Regions from separate parts of the Nomascus leucogenys genome. Here region 2 is linked to region 1. A link is a contact called in public Hi-C data. All regions are on one chromosome and are shown on one strand. The core of a region is the stretch at or near the end of the contact, and the rest is flanking DNA. Distances in the headings are between cores, read along the strand shown. Region 1 has its middle 26 kb from the start of STON2. Region 2 overlaps STON2 (stonin-2).

The links. Hi-C and Micro-C count contacts between places; a contact is called where the count stands out from the background.
Region 2: a Hi-C map of a lymphoblastoid cell line shows a contact between it and region 1, with 3 times the contacts expected there. The contact joins two enhancer-like sites. A contact is called at or near these places in 2 of 4 Hi-C or Micro-C datasets (both in a lymphoblastoid cell line).

The regions. Positions count from the first base shown.
Region 1 is chr22a:24,154,412-24,157,844 of Asia_NLE_v1, forward strand. No RefSeq gene overlaps it. Among named protein-coding and RNA genes, the nearest start is that of STON2, 26 kb to the right of the region's middle. Within about 2 kb of position 1,485, the one cell type or tissue checked has an H3K27ac peak away from gene starts, as active enhancers do. A contact at or near this core is called in a lymphoblastoid cell line, where this site is marked.
Region 2 is chr22a:24,343,122-24,346,554 of Asia_NLE_v1, forward strand. It overlaps STON2 (stonin-2), which reads left to right. Exons shown (of 8, transcript XM_030804175.1): 6 at 1-1,571. Among named protein-coding and RNA genes, the nearest start is that of GTF2A1, 48 kb to the right of the region's middle. Within about 2 kb of position 1,675, the one cell type or tissue checked has an H3K27ac peak away from gene starts, as active enhancers do. A contact at or near this core is called in a lymphoblastoid cell line, where this site is marked.

The DNA of each region.
Region 1 (3,433 bases), core at 235-2,734:
CAGCCTCCCAAAGTGCTGGAATTACAGGCGTGAGCCACCACGGCTGGCCTCCTCTCTCTCTCTCTCTCTCTCTCTCTATATATATATATATATACACACACACATACATATACATGTATTTATACATATATATAGTTATACATATATTTATGCATATATATATTGTAATGCACATATGTACATATATTTGAATTTGAATGAGCAGATGGACTTTCCAGTAGAAATAACATTCTGAAAGATGGTGAAGATCCAGAGTCATCGCTGGTGAAAACCTGCCTAAATACAAATGTACTTGAACGACTTATGTGGCACTGTGTACTTAACTAGCTACTTCATGTAGGATTTCTCTGAACTCTTTACCCAATCACTTCTCCCTATTCCCAAGAAAGCAGGAGAAATCTCTCCTAGAAAAACAGCTTCAAGGAGGGAAAAGAAAGTGAGTATGTCTGGCAGGTGCTTTCATGGCCCATGGGGGGCCCAGGGATGACAATTTCTACCCCGCAGTGGGGTGGCTGTGCTCCAGAAATTGGGTCAGGAGGGCTCTACATTGAAGGCAATCCACTGAAGTGACAAAGCCCTTTGCAATCCCAAAAGCAGGAAACACTGAGTACTTAAGCCACCGCTGAAAAGAAACCAAGGCAGTCCCCGCCCTCCTCCCTACAGTGTGGCAATTCCACTCAACACCGCCTGAATGCGTATTAAGGCCAAGGCCTTGTGCCAGGAAGGAAGGGCACTGTGATGGAGCTGGGGGCTAACTCTTCCACGAATGCTACCTGGAGATGCCGTTGGGCGTGAATATTCTTACACGGGGCATGGCCTTTCCACGCATGTCTTTCTTCCTCCAGTAGGTTGACGCTGTCATGAGATCACAATGATGAGAAATTGCAAGAAATATAGTTGGAGGATTTGCTTAGATTTTCTTAAAAGTGTTACCGGGTGGGCGAGGTGGCTCACGCCTGTAATCCCAACACTTTGGGAGGCCAAGGCGGGTGAATCATGAGGTCAGGAGTTCAAGACCAGCCTGGCCAACATGGTGAAACCCCATCTCTACTAAAAATAAAAATAAAAATAAATAGAAGGGCGTAATGGTGTGCGCCTGTAATCCCAGCTACTTGGGAGGCTGAGGCAGAGAACTGCTTGAACCCAGGAGGCGGAGGTTGTGGTGAAACAAGATCGTGCCACTGCACTCCAGCCTGGGCGACAGAGTGAGACTCTGTCTCAAAAAAATAAATAATAAATAAATGAAAGTGTTACCAAGTAGTGATACTCTGGCCAAAGTACAATTAAAAAGTGAAAATCAAGACGTTTCAATATCTCTTTAAGGAAAGCGCTGTACCCCCTTCTTAGGATTTTATGGCTGGAAGACACAGCTGTCGTCATTCTGTCTTCCTCCCCCAAGCAGCCTCCACTTCTTTTGTTTCTGTAAAAAGGAAGTGCGGGGTAGAGAAGAACCGAATCCACAACTCAGGCAGTCTCCTTTTGCTCTGTTTAGCATTGCTTCTCTCAAAGATGCACAGTACATTGGATTGGATCATAGTATAGACGGTCCGAGCTCCTTTTTTGGGTTGAAACGCAACCTATGTCTCACTAATCTTTTTAAATCTGCGACTACCGGTTCCTCGGAAAAGTATGGCTGCAGTTACCATAATTTCTACTAGAGGGCACAAAAGGGCTACATCTGAGGCAAAGTTTAGGCGATAAAACTTTCTGGGTTTTTCGAAGTTTTTCAGACGTCTTTTCTGGGGTAGGCAAAATCTGAGGGACAAGTGCTCCCCAGATTTCCTGGAAGAAAATCACTGTAACTACTAGAAACATCACAAAATGTTAAAAAGTACACTAGGCCAGCAGTGTGAGTTGTGACATGTACACAGAGCTTTCTGGCTGATGTCGCTGAAGAATGAATGTGACATTCCTCTGTCAGCAAGTGATGCACCCCCTGCCTCTAGAAATATTTTCGTCATCATCGTGACTAAATGATGGCTTCCATAAAGAGATGTCTTAGCCACTGGCACCTGTGTGTGGCCTTACTTGGAAAACGTTAAAGATCGCCAGCTGAGATATTCTAGATTATCAGTGTGGGCCCAAAATCCAGTGACAGGTGTCCTTATTTTTTTATTTTTATTTTTTATTTATTTATTTATTTTTTTTTTGAGAGGGAGTCTCACTCTGTCTCCCAGGCTGGAGTGCAGTGGTGCTATCTTGGCTCACTGCAACCTCCACCTCCTGGGTTCAAGCAATTCTCTGCCTCAGCCTCTGGAGTAGCTGGGATTACAAGCACCTGCCACCACGCCAGGCTAACTTTTGTATTTTCTGTAGAGACGGGGTTTCACCATCTTGGCCAGGCTGGTCTTGAACTCCTGACCTCGTGATCCACCTGCCTCGGCCTCCCAAAATGCTGGGATTACAGGCGTGAGCCACCACGCCCGGCCAACAGCTGTCCTTATATGAGAAAGGCAGAGGGAGATTTGACACACAGAAAAGGAGAAGACACAGAGCAGAGGAAAATGCTTTGTGAAGATGGAGGCAGAGATCGGAGTTCAGCTGCCACAAGCCATGCCAGGAGCCACTAGGAGCCAGAAGAGGTCAGGCAAGTTCCCTTTTAGGGCCTCTGGAGGTAGCACAGCCCTGCAGACACCTCGATTTTGACCTTCTGGACCCCAGAACTATGACAGAGTAAGTTTCTGCTGTTTTAAGGCACCAAGTTTGTGGTGTAATCTGTTACAATAAGCCTAGGAAACTAGCGCAGTCATCCTAAACCATGAGTGGTCAATCGGAGCGATGTGGCCCCAAGGAGGAGAGAATGGGCTCCTGGGAGGGTGTGAAGAAGTCTTAGATATTACAATGGTTTGTCATCCTCCAAGAGGATCTATAAACAGCTTTATGTATAAACATAAACAGATAGACAGTATACTTGTGGTATTAAAGTTTTATACACAGTGGGGAGGAGAAGGACAATTAGGAGGGGAAAAAGTCTAAAAGGGCTCCTTAGAAGAATTCTTTTTTAAAAGTTGAGAGGCTGGGCGCGGTGGCTCATGCCTATAATCCTAGCACTTTGGGAGGCCAAGACAGAGTGAGACTCTGTCTCAAAAAAAAAAAAAAAAAGTTAAGAAATGCAGTTCAAGGCCAGGCGCAGTGGCTCACGCCTATAATCCCAGCACTTTGGGAGGCCGAGGCGGGCAGATCACTTGAGGTCAGGGGTTTGAGACCAGCCTGGCCAAAATTGTGGGAGTTTGAGGAGCCTTCCTGAACGAGGAGGAGCTGGGGTGGAAAAAAAGCTGGAGTTAGCCAGGCCGAGAGGCAGGTACTGGAGGCCATGGGAATGCTCCATCTGAAGACAGGCACTTCCTCTGTGCTCTCTCAGACTCTCCATCCTTTTCATTTCTGCTGTTACCACCTAGGTCCTCCAATCGCATTACACCTCGGTGACAGTGTT
Region 2 (3,433 bases), core at 425-2,924, 190 kb after region 1:
GAGCACTTTGATGAACTTCTCCAAAGTTCAGAAGCTGGACATTTCCTCTTTAAACCGCACGCCTTCTGTAACTGAGGCTCCACCTTGGAGGGCAACCAACCCTTTCCTGAATGAGACTCTGCAGGATGTACAGCCCTCCCCTATCAACCCTTTCAGCGCTTTCTTTGAGGAGCAGGAGAGGCGCTCCCAAAACAGTTCCATTTCCAGTACCACGGGCAAAAGCCAAAGAGATTCCCTCATTGTCATCTACCAGGATGCCATCAGTTTTGATGATTCAAGCAAAACCCAATCACACTCTGATGCTGTTGAAAAACTCAAACAACTCCAAATTGATGACCCTGATCACTTTGGCAGTGCAACTTTACCTGATGATGACCCAGTAGCCTGGATTGAACTAGATGCTCACCCACCTGGATCATCACGGTCCCAGCCTCGTGATGGGTGGCCAATGATGTTGAGGATCCCTGAGAAGAAAAACATCATGTCGTCCAGGCACTGGGGACCGATCTACATCAAACTGACAGACACTGGTTACCTGCAGCTGTATTATGAGCAGGGCCTAGAAAAACCATTCCGTGAGTTCAAGCTGGAGATGTGTCATGAGATTTCAGAACCCCGGCTTCAAAACTATGATGAGAATGGCAGAATCCACAGCTTGCGGATAGACCGTGTCACCTATAAGGAGAAGAAGAAATACCAGCCCAAACCTGCTGTGGCCCACACAGCAGAGAGGGAACAGGTGATTAAGCTGGGCACCACCAATTACGATGACTTCCTGAGTTTCATCCATGCAGTTCAGGACCGTCTCATGGATCTGCCAGTGTTGTCAATGGACTTGAGCACAGTTGGCCTGAACTACCTTGAAGAGGAGATTACAGTGGATGTCAGAGATGAATTCTCTGGCATTGTGAGCAAAGGAGACAACCAGATTCTCCAGCACCATGTCTTGACGCGGATCCACATCCTGAGTTTCCTGTCTGGGCTTGCAGAGTGCCGCCTGGGCCTCAATGACATCCTCGTCAAAGGGAATGAAATAGTTTTGAGGCAAGACATCATGCCCACCACCACCACAAAGTGGATCAAGCTCCATGAGTGCCGTTTCCACGGGTGTGTGGATGAGGATGTTTTCCACAACTCACGGGTCATTCTGTTCAACCCTTTGGATGCGTGCCGGTTTGAGCTAATGCGGTTTAGGACAGTGTTTGCTGAGAAGACCTTGCCTTTCACACTCAGGACGGCCGCAAGTGTCAATGGGGCAGAGGTGGAGGTGCAGAGCTGGCTGAGGATGTCAACTGGCTTCTCCGCCAATCGTGACCCCCTCACTCAGGTTCCCTGTGAGAATGTGATGATCCGTTACCCTGTGCCCATTGAGTGGGTGAAAAACTTCCGCAGGGAAAGTGTCCTGGGGGAAAAGTCTTTGAAAGCCAAAGTGAACCGGGGGGCAAGTTTTGGCTCCACTAGTGTTTCTGGCTCTGAGCCTGTCATGAGAGTAACTCTGGGAACTGCCAAGTACGAGCATGCCTTCAACTCCATTGTGTGGAGGATAAACCGACTGCCCGACAAAAACTCAGGTGGGTGGTGGTTCCTCTTCTGTGAAAACAAACATACAGTTGTGAAAAAGCTGAGATCAAAGTTCCACATCCTGTATGAAGTGCTTGTTTTTGTTGTGTGATGGGAGTGGTGATGGAGGGGGAGTGGGACCAGAAAAGTAAAAATAATTGAGCAAGGTAAGTAATGCTTATAGTGACCCAGTTCACTCTGTCTTTTTCATCCTCTCATTATCACACATCTTCCATAAAACTAGGGATTATTCTTCTCAGCTGAGCTGCTAAGCAGCTTTTCAGGGCAGCTTCTGAATTTATATTCTTTGGGGACTCATTAACATATTAGCTGTGGTGCTGGAAGTGATTCATTTCTAGATGGCTTCTGAAGAGACATCTTTCTCACACTGCCCTCGATGTAGGTTAAAGGGCCAGTTTATGGCCAATCATGGACAATACACTGAGAGGTTAATTTTATGACTCCAGCTACCCTGTGCAAGGCCTGTCAGTCATAATATCTCATGTTCAGAATTTGGCTCTGGGACTGGGGGATGGGAAAGAAAAGTGGCCTTCAATCAGACTGAAGATCCAGCTAGGACATGAATTTCTAAAAGGGCCAGAATTCTAGCAGACAAAATATAAAGAAAAGAATGTTTTATTTAGACAAACAAAAAAATGCTTACCAGCCCTAGCTGGGCTGCTCACAGCTATCAGGGATGCTTTTGTGCTTGAGTGAGTCCAGAAGGCAATTACTTCCCCCGTGGGTCCCGTGAGATTTAGTGAAATGACAAAATGAGGGAGCAGTCAAACCAGCACTAATACACATATTTCTTAGAGTATGTCTGGGTGACCCCAGTGGTAGGCAGCAAGCCCATGATCTTGTAAGCCTTTAAACCCCTTCTTTCCTTGTTTAGAATACACTTTGCCCATCTGTTAAGAAAAGTGGATATGCTAGCTGAGCAAAAAGAATAAGGTTTGGAAAAACTCTTGATTGTAATGGCTTTCTCTTATGTGGCTATCCTTTCTTCCATTCTCACTATAAATCCTAGCAGTGTGTTCAGTCTTCCTCTCCCGCTCTGAGTGTGGAGTGGCTGTATTATTACATCCTAAGTGTAATGCAATGTGATGGCAGATGGCAATATGATCGGGCCAGCTCCCCAGGCAATCCAGGGAGTGGACACACACCAGGGCGTTCTGTATCAGACACTGGGTATAGCTGTGCAAACTGAAGAGACAATTGGACCTCTGTGTTTGAGGCTGGTTTTGCTACTCCCTACTTCTAAACTGACAGAATTTTTAAAACCAAGTGTTCCTCTCTGTGCCTGCTTATTCATTTCCCCTGAAACCAGCACTGTCTTCTGCTGGTGGTAGCACTGTAACTTCTACCTTATCCACGGGGCCCCTCTGACTTGACAGAGGAAGAGAGAAAACCCTGAACTCTCCTTTGACACGGAAGCCCTTGGAAAGAGACAACCATGGAATTACGGGATTTTCAGGCTGGAAGGGACCTTGGATAACTTAGTCAAGTTATTTATAGATGAGAAAATTAAGGTCAGGAAGGTGATGTGACGTATCTAGAGAGTCATGCAGTCACATCCAGGATCCTTTTCTTAATATATCACTGGTGCCTCCTGGTAGATGAAGCCAAATAGACACAAATATTGAAATAATTTCCACCAGAAGAACAGATATTTGCAGTTTTTCCAGTGTGTACAAACGTATCTATTTGTTTCAAAGTTATTTCTCCCAAACATTTAAAAGTACTGCATGAAGGTTTTTTTTTTTTATTATTATAAGCAACAAAGACTTATTGGCTACCTTAAGCAACAAAACAAATTATTGGATGGGATAGCTCAGAGACCTGAGGAAAAGACTGATGAAGAAGACTTTAG